Linked DNA regions of Sus scrofa: all the other regions are linked to region 2. The links are chromatin contacts, called in public Hi-C and HiChIP or PLAC-seq maps. All regions are on one chromosome and are shown on one strand. The core of a region is the stretch at or near the end of the contact, and the rest is flanking DNA. Distances in the headings are between cores, read along the strand shown.

What was found. A called contact is a pair of places that touch in the nucleus more often than the background predicts. HiChIP or PLAC-seq counts read pairs in DNA pulled down with a chosen protein or histone mark.
Region 1: a contact with region 2 is called in an H3K27ac HiChIP or PLAC-seq map of skeletal muscle. The contact joins two enhancer-like sites. A contact is called at or near these places in 3 of 47 Hi-C or Micro-C datasets (psoas muscle and skeletal muscle) and 1 of 2 datasets of contacts at active chromatin or transcription factors (skeletal muscle).
Region 3: a Hi-C map of liver shows a contact between it and region 2, with 4 times the contacts expected there. The contact joins two enhancer-like sites. A contact is called at or near these places in 7 of 47 Hi-C or Micro-C datasets (alveolar macrophages, liver, retroperitoneal adipose tissue and 1 more) and 1 of 2 datasets of contacts at active chromatin or transcription factors (skeletal muscle).

What each region holds. Positions count from the first base shown.
Region 1 is chr4:18,502,400-18,506,448 of Sscrofa11.1, forward strand. The region is part of intron 5 of SNTB1 (beta-1-syntrophin); the gene reads left to right. Among named protein-coding and RNA genes, the nearest start is that of MTBP, 100 kb to the right of the region's middle. Within about 2 kb of position 1,387, at least 9 of the 83 cell types and tissues checked have an H3K27ac peak or open chromatin away from gene starts, as enhancers often do. A contact at or near this core is called in skeletal muscle, where this site is marked.
Region 2 is chr4:18,195,989-18,199,845 of Sscrofa11.1, forward strand. No RefSeq gene overlaps it. Among named protein-coding and RNA genes, the nearest start is that of SNTB1, 91 kb to the right of the region's middle. Within about 2 kb of position 1,298, at least 13 of the 83 cell types and tissues checked have an H3K27ac peak or open chromatin away from gene starts, as enhancers often do. A contact at or near this core is called in liver and skeletal muscle, where this site is marked.
Region 3 is chr4:18,458,414-18,462,439 of Sscrofa11.1, forward strand. All of the region lies in intron 4 of SNTB1 (beta-1-syntrophin), which reads left to right. Among named protein-coding and RNA genes, the nearest start is that of MTBP, 150 kb to the right of the region's middle. Within about 2 kb of position 1,423, at least 4 of the 83 cell types and tissues checked have an H3K27ac peak or open chromatin away from gene starts, as enhancers often do. A contact at or near this core is called in liver, where this site is marked.

The sequences.
Region 1 (4,049 bases), core at 137-2,636, 310 kb after region 2:
CAGTGGCTGACCTTTGTGGAGGGAGCATAGATCAAGGCCAAGTGCTTTACATGCATTTTATCTGAGTTTGCAAAACTTGCCCAATTTAAGAATCACCTGGCTGTTTATTAAAGATTCCTGTCCTGCGGATCCTGCCCTGGAGATTCTAGTTCAGCAGTCCAGGCTTAGGAGTCAGGGGGTCTATGTTTTTAACAAGCATCAAGCAGACTGGAGTCCTCAGGGTACCGCATTTAACCCTCGCACGCCTACGAGGTTTAGGTTTTATTTTTATTTACAGAGAAGTAATCTGAGGAACCAAGAGGATAAGTAACTTACCCCCAGTCACACAGCTGCTAAGAAATGCACCTGAGACTCTGATTCTGAGTTCACCTTCCTCACACACCTTCTCTGTGGCCTCCGGGAGCATATTTCTTTTTTCTTTCTTTCCTTTTCTTTTTTTTCTTTTTATGGCCGCATCTGCGGCATATGGAAGTTCCTGGGCCAGGGGGACTGCAGCTGCCAGCCTACGCCACAGCCAGGGCAATGCCAGATCTGAGCCACATCTGCGACCTGTGCTGCAGCTTGTGGTATCATCAGATCCTCTACCCACTGAACGAGGCCAGAGATCCTCATCCTCACAGAGACAATGTCAGGTCCTTAACCCCCTGAGCCACCACAGGAACTCCTAGGGGATTTTCTTATTTCCTGGACTTTTAGTGGCTCTTTGCATTTGCTGAGTGGATCATACAAACCTTTCCTTCACTCGTCTGGCAGCTTAATCATGCACAGGTGGCCACTCAGCTCACACAACAGAGTTCAGACAGAGCTGGGGATGTTCTCAGCAACCTGGAGTAACTACCCAGGACTGAGACCAGGGGTTCTCAAAGTGCAGTTCTCAAAGTGAGTGGCACCTGGGAACTCAGTGCACAAGCAGATTTCCCATCCCACTTCAGACCAATGAGCCAGACACTCACCAGCTATGGCCCAGCCCACCTGTGAGTGAACAGGCCTTCCAGGGGTTTCTGATACATGCAGTTGAGAACCACTGGTTCAGAAGACTGGGCTCTGCTGCTTTGCATACTCCCAGGGTTCACGGTAGGAAGGAAATGCCTTAGCAAGGACTGGGTTCTTTCTCCTCTGTGGCTCTTCGGAAGCACTGTTTGCCTCAAGTTGTGATGACTGCTGATGAATTAGCTCAAAGGCTGTACTGGATCCAGGTGTTCACAGCATCAGCAGCAGCTCCTGGAACATGCAGTGTGGCTGCCTTGCTTTTTCATCATCTTACAGGCATTTTCCATTGGTACTTTGCCCTCAACCTCAGCTTCCTTTGAATGACTGCCTAGTGTCCCAAGGCATGGATCCTCCAGTTTACAGAATGTCACTGCAAAGTGATGACCTAAGTACAGACGTATTTAGCTTGATGCCTGGCACACAGCAGGACTGGGCAGCTGCCAGTCCCCTTCCCTTTGCCTTAGCAGTGCTGCAAGCATTGTTTAGAAGGTCAGGGATGGTCTTTTCCCTTGAACATGAAGAACTGGCTGGGACTGTAGCCAGTAGGAAACAGGTTTCTTTTTATTTTTTTGCTTTTTAGGGCTGCATCTGCAGCACATAGTTCCCAGGCTGGGGTCAAATCACAACTACAGCTGCCAACCTATGCCACAGCCATAGCAATGCCAGATATAAGCCACGTCTGCATCGTACACCACAGCTCATGGCAACACTGGATCCTTAATCCACTGATCGATGCCAGCGATCGAACTTGAATCCTCATGGATATTAGTTGGGTTTGTTTCCTCTGAGTCACAAGGGGAACTCCAGAAACCGTTTTCTTCTAAAATCACGATAAGTCAGCTCAGGCAGTTCACAGTTGATTTGTTGATGTGTTTAGTTCTTTTTTTTTTTTCCCCCTTAAAGGCATAGGCACAACTAATTTATGTGAAGATGTGCCTGGAAGATGACATATGATTGTGTTTCATAGCAGTGGCACCAAAAATGCTCACAACATGTTCTTGGTATTAACTGCTGTGCAGAGAAGTTTACGGCCAGTCACTTCTCCCACTGGAAACCTTCAGTGGTGCCTCTGTGGATGGATGACACACTTCATAGCACTGTGCTCAGGAAGTTTGCAAACATGTTGTAATTTTAGCTGTTCTCATCCCTCAGCTTTTTATGAATTCCTGGGAAAACATTTTTTGCTTAGCCAAAGCTTATTTGATGTTGCAGAACATTAAAAAGAAAGAAAAGAGAAAAGAAAGGTATTCTTGCTCATAATACAAAGTAAGTTTTGTTTTTGTTTTTTGTCACTATCATCATAATTGGCAAGTGAGATAGATCCTCAGAGAACAAGGAATTAAAGTTGCAATATTTCTGGAATTCTCGAAGAGGTTTAACCCAGAAACTCTGCCCACCCAGTCCCTGTGGTTGGTGAAAGGTTTAGAAGCACAGAGCTTGTAAAGAGAAATAATGCTGCTCTGAGCCCATCTGGAGTAGCTGAAAAAAAGAGGACCCAATGAATATGCACTTCTCGCCTTTGATATCACTTGGGAGCCAGAGACACAGCATTTTTACTAAACGTGGTGGGGAGTCTTTGGTGCCTAAGGATCTAACCTGTTTCTAAGTGCTAAAAGTAGCTGCTGCCTTTGGCCAGCCTCAGACATTTTCAGAATGCTTTCCACTGGGAAAGTCTAGCCAATTGCATTTGTCAAACATTAAATTATAATGAGCCTATGGTCATGACACTAGCCCAGGAGGCCCCCACCCTCTTAGAGGATGTGGGCCCCTTCCAGGGACATTCCCTAGGGGAGTGCAGAAGGACTGACATGCCCAAGAATCTGCACTCTGTCAAACGGCAGTGTGGGCTTTGCCCACACATCCATTGTCCCCTCTGCTCCCACACTCCTAGTGTGCAGTGCACTTTAACTGCCAGCCTCCTGCCCTCCCTCCTGCTGGTCCAGCAGCTCTTCAGAAGTGGCGAGTGGGAAATTAGCTGAATGAGGAGATTCGTGGACTTTGGAATCAGACAAACCAGGAGTCAAATGCTGAGACCTACGTGCAATGTGATTTGGGGCCAAATAGCAATCTCTCTGTATCCAAATCTCCTCATCAACATGAAAGGGGCAATAATATCTTTTGTTTCATATTGTTACTGATAAGACCAATTGTAAAAGTTTAGCCTATGCCTGAGATATAAACGAGTGATATAAGTGGTTGATAAATGCTAGCAATTGTTGATATTGGAGAAAATAATTGAAATTAATGTATGAACTGAGAAGTAATTGGACCTACTTGATCTTACATATAATATTGCATTTATCAAGGATCTCTAATATCTTAAAGTCACTGAGATTAAGGGTGAAGCTAATTAAGAGTTACTGGTTTGTTGTAGGGAAAAGGAAGTGTGAGATGGACATAGGGCACCTGGAACCCCTTACCTCACACTGCAGAGCTAGTTCTGAATGCAACTTGTAACAACATCACAGGCTGAAAGCTTAATTGATGGTTTCCTCCTTGGAGTGGGAATGTTCAGTTCAATTTTTTAAAAATTTTTACAGGCTCCTATTAGGGCAACATTGTACTAGGGCCTGATGGTAGGGGAACTTAAAAAAAAAAGCAAAATGTGAGAGATAAAAACCACATCTTGTCAGTGCTAATTGTTCAGCTCATGGACTCATTGTTTTATTTTCTCAGTAAGCTCGGGCTGATTTAAACTGTCATGACCACACATGGAGAAGTGCTTAAAAATCTTTGCATAATAGGTATTCTGTACACAGTGTGATATATGTTGAACTAATTAAAGCATAGATGGGATAGAAGAATATGTAACAGATGACCAGACAATTCAAAGAATGTATCTAAACATTAAAGTTCTGGAGTTTCCACTGTGGCTTAGCAGTACAAACCCAACTAGGATCCACGAGGATGAGGCTTTGATCCTTGGCTTCACTCAATGGGTTAAGGATCCAGCATTGCTGTGGCTGTGGTGCAGGCCGGCAGCTACAGCTCTGGTTAGACCCCTAGCCTGGGAACTTTATGTTTCAGGTGTGGCCCTAAAGAGACCAAACAAATAAATA
Region 2 (3,857 bases), core at 48-2,547:
TGACCGTTGGGCTAGGATTTGAAAGTCCTCATAGGGGCTAACTAGTCATTGGGAAGAAAGAATAGCACATGAAAAGGCCCTGAGGCAGTACAATCACAGCCTTGTATCAACCTGAAAGAAGGCCGGGATGTTTCTAGGGAGATAGATGAGTGATGAGGCTAGAAAAGGAAGCAGAAGTCACTTCTGGCTGGACTTTGTAAATTGTCTTAATGAATTTTACTAGCAATGGCCATCTCATCAGAAGAGCCTCAAGTCCTGAGCTTATATTATCTATTCAGGCCTTTTTCCTGAATGATCCAACATGACTATGGTATAGAATCTGATTGGTTCAACTTGGCAGAGGTATTTCTGGCTTATCCAATCAGCAAGAGGGGCAGGATCACATGTTCATCAGAGGCAATTGTTGTGAGGAAGAATGGTTGTTCTTCTACAAACGAATATATGTATGAGGCCACAGGCTGTGGCATTGATCAGCATCTCTGAAATTACAGGATTCCCAGACATACTCAGGTTTACCTTGTACAGTCGGTTGTATTGTAAAGATACAACAGGACAGTATGAAAAATCTGTTGATCATTCAGAAAACAGCATTAGCTCTAGTCATCCACTGTACACAGCAAAAGCGCTAGCCACTCCATCATGTGATCGGCCTCTCAGCAGCAGGCACCCAGTTTGAATGCTCTGTGAATATGGTTTCTTGGTGAGTCTCCGGATATGCTTCTTCTCCTCCTGTTACTATGACTTAACTCTCTCTTTCTTCTGATCCAGTTCCAGGAGAGCAAGAATCTGATTGAGCTAAACAGTGACCTTCCAGTACTGGGCTTCCCACCAGTCCTTTCTGGGGGAAGCTAAAGAGAACTCCATCGCCCCAGGGCCATTTCCTCTCCAGTCAGCAGGGGGCAGGAGGCGGCACAGTGGTGCTGCAAGTGAAGCAGGAAACCTTTGTGCAGGGTGCTGATTGCAACATGGAGACTGGAACCAGCCACAGATAGGTTTGCTTTGATTTGCACAGTTTTGACTCATGCAGTTTTGTTTTCAATTTAATGTTCAACCGACATTTTTAAATAGAATGTTTTCATATTAAAAACCCAGATTTCCAGCCACCCTTAAAAAATTGGAGTGTCAGAAAACACTAACGGTCAACCAATACTGAGTACTGAGTGACCTGTTTAAAGTCCCAGAAGCTGTCAGTTCAACACAGTCCTGAAATCTCCCTGCTGTCAAACTAGCTTCACTCATTTATTCACAGGCCTGACCCTTGTAGGCATCCGAGTCGGCAAACACTGAAGTAAGTAGTTGTGTAAGCTTTTCTCAGAAGGGAGTTCATGGTGAGGCACATAAAGGGTCACTGACTACAGGACTGTTATAATTTCAAGTTCAGAAACCATGCCTAGTATCATTTCATTGCTGCTGGCAACCCCTGAAACAGTTTTTGAGTTAGCCTCTGAACGTAGTTAGCTGGGCTTCCTGCCAATAGCTGCCTATAAGGCAAGTGAACTTTTATTCTGCTATGCTAGCCTAACCGCACTTGACCTGAGTGTTCTAAAAAGGATAAGAATATGGAATTCCCTCGGGCCTCACTTGTTAAGGATCTGGCACTGTCATTGCTGTGGCTTTGGGTACAGCTGTGGCACGGGTTCAATCCCTGGCCCAGGAACTTCTGCATGCCACAAGTGTAGCCAAATTAAAAAAAAAAAAAAAAAAAAAAAGGATAGAGGAGCAGCTCCTAGACATTGGAGCAATCTCATTCCACATCTTAGGTCATCCTGCTCTACCCGAATAATGCCTGTTACAAAATGCAGTAACAATAGGGTCTCCTTGCCAAGCTATGTGCTTCTTCTGGTTATCAGATGGCCCAAAGGGATGGATAATTCATTCTGGTAAAATTGGGCACTTACATGTTAACTTAGCACGTTCAGGCTTGGTCTGAAGAAGAGATGCTGCAATTTGCAGTGAAAACACATCTTACAGGCCAAATTGGTAGCCACCTACTTGCCAACCACATGACCTTGAGCAAGTCACTTAATCTTTTTCCACCTCGGTTTCTTGATCCACAAAACATAGCTAATAATACGTACCTCAGTGAATATTCTGAGGAGAGAGGCAGTGATAGGTGTACACTTTCTTCTTCACCCATGTAGGATACCAAATAATGTCAAACCTAGCTATTTGAATATTTGAATGAAATTAAACCTCTCCAGCTCCAGCTCCAGCCCCCTCTTTGTCATCTTCAGAAGTTTCTTCTGGCCTCTTTCAGGCTACCACTCTCCTGCAGGCCTTCCCCAGGTCAAATATTTAGCCGCGATTTTGCAGAGAGGAGAGCCATTTAGTCCCACGGTGGCTGCACACTTTCAATGCAGCTGCAGCTGCCTCTATTTCAGAGTAAAAGCCATCAGGCACCCTTGGCTCATTCACTACCCAAGCATCCTGCTGTGCTACCGCATGCCCCCCTGGCCACCAAAGCCATGAGCCCAAGAAGAGTCCGGGCTCAATGCAGCTGCTGTGGTCAGCTGCCACTTGCGCGGTAAGAGCCACTGTGAATGTAGGAGGGGTCTTTCCCCTGGGGCATAGGCTGTTATAGAAGCTTCATCTGCCCATCCCGCCTCTTGGGTCAGTGTCCATATGGTGACATTTGGACTACCTGGCTGCTTTCACCACTTTCCCAAAGCGTACGTGCAATCCAGCCTGCATGGCCAAGCTGGACAGTGTTTCAGACCCCATAGCACACTGTGCCAGAGCCATTCTCGCTCACGACTTCTTTAATGCCCTGGGTCCTTAGGGGTAGAGAAAGACCCTCCCTCTCACATTCTCCAGCCCAGCTCCTACAACTGGATGGCTTTGTTTCATCCATGGGAAAAGCCAAGTGGATGAATGTCCTGGGCCAGCACAGAGTGGGTGCTCCTCTTTCCCTTTTGCTACTATTCTAAAATTTATTCATGAACATATACTATCTTCCTGATTAAAAATTACTATCTTTTGGAGTTCCCTGTTTGCCTAGTTATTAAGGATCTGGTGTTGTCACTGCTGTGGCGCAGGTTTGATCCCTGGCCCATGAAATTCTGAACACCACAGGTTCCCCCCCAAAAACATTACTAATTAATGTCTAATTGAGGCTTTCTTCATTTTGTTCTTAGAAACAAGCAACAGAGCATTTAAGAGGAAATATATAGCTGTCCCAAGCATGTTGTGTCTGAAACAACTACCTCAGGATTTGGATAAGTAGGAGGAAATCTAGATTCTGTTTCCAGCGAACACAGTGCTTTACTAAGCCATATAATAGAGGTTGTAAGCTATCTGGACCTAGATTAGTTTAATCCCATTTTGGACACAATGCCCAGTATGTTTTTTGGCCTTCAACCTGGGCAAAAGGCAATTTCTGTGACCCATTTTTGAGTCACTACAGCTCATTGGCTGATACCGAACAACATCTCTTCTGTTCTTAAAAAGTGGATTAATGTGGAATTTGCTGTCTCTGCTATGATCCCTTAAAAGGGCTACGATTACAGAGACAAGCAAGGCCACCCGAGGCGGAGGCTCATTCTTGCTGTATGCGCGCTTGACAGTTTTCTCTGCGTGGTTCCCCAGTCCCATGCCTCTAAGGCCACTAGTGTGTCATCCCGTGGGGCCCAGCCAAAGAACCTCAGAACGTGCCTTTCATCAGCACATTCAAGGCCAATGCCACATGAAATTTATTTCAGCTGTCACCCAGCTCAGTTCTCACTTCTACAGGGAGAAGAATCAGCTAATGGAAGCCTTTGGTTTCAGCGTCAGTATGAGATTGTGCTGAAAGAGGAGACTTTTTAATGTAAAAATAGAAAGAACCTATTAAATCCATCAGTCAATCAGCACATTTTCTT
Region 3 (4,026 bases), core at 173-2,672, 260 kb after region 2:
ATCAAGATAATTTTAAATACCCATGTAGGATCAGGTAATCATCTCTAAAATACCAACTGCTGCTAGTCTTTACCTCCTAGTTCCACTCTTAAAGAAAGGGAAGGGGCTCAGGATCCTATGTTGTCACTGCTGTGGCGTGGGTTCGATCCCTGGCCCGGGAACTTGCACATGGCTTCGGGTGCAGCAAAAAAAAAAGGAAAGAAAGGGAAACTGTTAGTAATAATAGCATGACAGTCCTACCTAAAATGTCCTATTAAATAATGACTTTGAAACATGACATATTTGGAGACCTGAGGCAGTCTTCCTTTTCTGATACTTTTTTTTTTTTTTTTTTTGCTCCTACTAGGGTTTGTTGTCCTCCAAGAAAAGGAGGTGTGTGAACAGTACTTATGTGCCAAATGACGCATTACAGGGGGGGATGATCTGAGAGACTGAAATTTGGGAAGAACAGTTTTTAAAGAGCTGTTCATTACTATATCCATTTAAGGAAGAAGTTAGTAGGAAGGAAAGAAGAAAACAGGAAAGAAGGAAGGAGAAATATATACTCACTTTACCTCCATTAGATTTGAACCAGCTTGTGTTATTCAGAGGATAAAAATAACCATTTAAAGAGACATGCTTAAAACTTTCACTTGGATCCCTGATGCATGGTATTTGATTCCTGGAAATATGGTGATGCTGCTTGGATGTTCAGGGCTCTCTTATTTTGGTGATAAATTCTTCATGTGAGTGGAAGGGCAAATCGATAACCATGAAGCCTCATGGGTCCTGCAAAAGGATTTTTTTCCCTCCTTCTCTCAATTTTTAATGAGGCCCCATATTTGTCGTCCTCCCCAGTGGCTACGTGGAGCGCCATGTGCTCAGCGTGGGCCGTGGAGCCGCTGCCAAGTTGCTGACCTGTGCATCTGAGGCGTCCTCAGCTGAGACACCAACCCAAGCTCCAACATATTGTGGAATCCATCATGTTGCTTCTAGGCTCTGATACTAATGAGCACCTAATGAGTTGCAGGGTGTAGGTATTAACCAGGGGCTCTGGCAGTGCTCTTGTTGGACACACAACGAGGTGGGGTTGGAAGGAGGGCAGTGAGACACCCAGTGCACTGATGTCTTAACAGACGTGAGCAATTAGGAAAGCTGTGCTGCAGAATGACTGTTTATTCGCTCATAGGAAGTAATAAGCCATCAAGAGGTGGCAAAACATGCTGTCTTATATCTTCTCTTAAATAATAAAAAACAAACACCCTGTACATCAGAGAGGTGCTTTATGAACTGTGAAATAGGGAAGAAAGTTGAAATGTTTAAAGAGTCAGGTAATAGCTTTTATTACTAAAGGGAAGCTGACTTCCAGCCCTGCTGTTGACTAACAATAGACTTAAGACCTTCGGGCCTGGCCATGTGGCACTGACCACAAGGACATTGGTGACATTCCAAGGCAGTGCTGTGTTGTCTCTTTTTTTGTTTGCTTTTTCAAGAGATGGCAGGCCAGTGCTGGGGTACAAAAGGGCATGCTTCTGTGGCCTTAGGAGATAGTTGTGTACAAAAATTTCTAGCAGCACATTCTGGGAGACATAATATGCCAGAGAAGGAATTGTGACTAATTTTTTATTGCACCCAGAGTGCTCAGCCACTGCTACTGATTCCTAGTTCAAGGCAGATCATTTGAACTGGTTAAGGACTTGAAAAAATTGATTGCAAATCCAGCCATGCTGAAAAAGATAGTTATTTAATTTTTTGGATAAGGCATCCCTTTCAAATTTGTTCCAACTGCCTTATTTTACAGATAAGGAAACTGAGGCAAAGAAAGGTAAATGGTGGAGTTCCCATTGTGGGACAGCAGGGTCGGTGGCGTCTGGACAGTGCTGGGATGCAGGTTCCACCTTTGGTCCAGTGCAGTGGGTTAAGGATCTGGTGTTGCCGTAGACGTGGCTTCGGTTTTGATTGCGGCTCTGATCTGACTGATCCCCAGCCAGGCATGAGCATTCCCCATGTGCTGCAGGGTAACCAAAGAGGGGGAAAAAAAAGAAGGAAAGAAAAGAGAAGAAAGAGCAGTAAATGACTTTGCACTTCATTGCACTGCTTCCCTTACCTGCAATATGAGAGTGGATAAACAGTGAACATCAAGCTCAAAAAACCCAGTTCTAATCCTTACTCTGTTCCTATGAGCTCTTTCTTCTTGGACAAACCACTGACAGTTTCTTTGAGCTCTCGCATCCAACCCTGATGCATGTGTAAGCTCTTTGTAAACCGTAGAGCACCATACAAATGCAAGCTATTATGATTATTTCCCAGACTGCTTTCCAAACTGTTAATACAGTTTAAAAGGAGTAACATGATAGGAAATGAAGGAGAAATGGAATCTATGACCAAATAACATTGAAAAAATGCTATACATTGCCTTAAATATTATATATTATTAAATATTCTGTATTAAATATTATACAAAATTTAAAGGCTGTATTAAAGGCTCTGAGATGTCTTGATATAAAGAAACCCATTTGACTGTGTTTGACATAGTGGTTCTAAAATCAGTCTCACCATTGTGATTCTCCCTCTTTACTCTGGAAGAAACAGATACAAAGAAAGTCATGTGTTTCTCTTGTATAAATGCCCATACATGTTATATTTACTTGTTTACCATCCCTGAGCCTCTGGTGCACAAGCAGCAGTGCTGGAGTGTTTCGCAAGAGTTTTGTAAGAAATTTCATCAGACTTTCCTGGAGAGGGAGTTCCCATCGTGGCCCAGTGGAAACGAATCCAACTGGAACCATGAGGTTGCAGGTTTGATCCCTGGCCTCGCTCAGTGAGGTTAAGGATGTGGTGTTGCCATGAGCGGTGGTGTAGGTCTCAGACACGGCTTGGATCTGGCATTGCTGTGGCTGTGGCATAGGCTGGCAGCTATGGCTCCGATTGGACCCCTAGCCTGAGAATCTCCATATGCCGTGGGTGCGGCCCTAAAAAGAAAAAAGAAAAAGAAAAAAGAAAAAAAAGAATTGCCTGGAGAGAGGATGCTGCTGATTAAAAATGCAAGTTCAGGGGTCTTAGCCCAAACCCACCAAATCGGGATCACCCGGTGGGTGGAGGGGGCTGGAAATCTGCATTTTCAGCGAGCTCCGCAGAGGTTCTGACGCACAGTAGACTTCAGTAGCCACCACTGTCCACCATGATGAGGAGAGCAAGGACTATGGCAGTCGTCTGCCTGGTGTGTGACCTTCCAGCTGCATGCCCAGGCCACCCACCTTCACATTTCTAAGCTCTGGTTTTCTTATCTGTGAAAGGGGTATAGTAACAACTTTGCAAAGGTTTTGTGAAGACTCAATGATATACTGTGTGCAAAGTGCTCACCACAACATCCATCTTAGTCCATTCGGGCCACTGGGCAAAATACCACAGACAGGGTGGCTTGAGAACAACAGAAATGTCTTTCTCACAGTTCTGGAGACTAGAGGGCCGAGACTAGGGTGCCAGTTTTGTCAGGCGGGGACCCGCTTCCAAGTCACAAACTTCTCCTTGTAGCCTCGCTGGACAGAAGCGGGAGGGGTCTCTGTGGGGTGGCTTTCATAGGACGGAAAACCCTCATCAGGAGACCTCTGCCTTTATCATGGAATCACCTCAGAAGTCTCCATCTCCTAATTCAACCAGAATTTGGATTTCAACATGCAAATTTTGGGGAGACAGACATTCAGATAGTAGCAATGTGTGATATAATGAGATCTTGTTAATAACAATAGTTTTTGGAGTCCCAGCTGTGGCACAGTGGGTTAAGAATCTGACTACAGGAGTTCCCATCGTGGCTCAGTGGTTAGCGAATCCAACTAGGAACCATGAGGTTGCCCATTCGATCCCTGGCCTTGCTCAGTGGGTTAAGGATCCAGTGTTGCTGTGATCTGTGGTGTGGGTCGCAGACAAGGCTCAGATCCCGTGTTGCTATGGCTGTGGCGGAGGCCAATGGCTACAGCTCTGATTCAACCCCTAGCCTGGGAGCCTCCATATGCCATAGGAGCAGCCCAAGAAATGGCAAAAAGACAA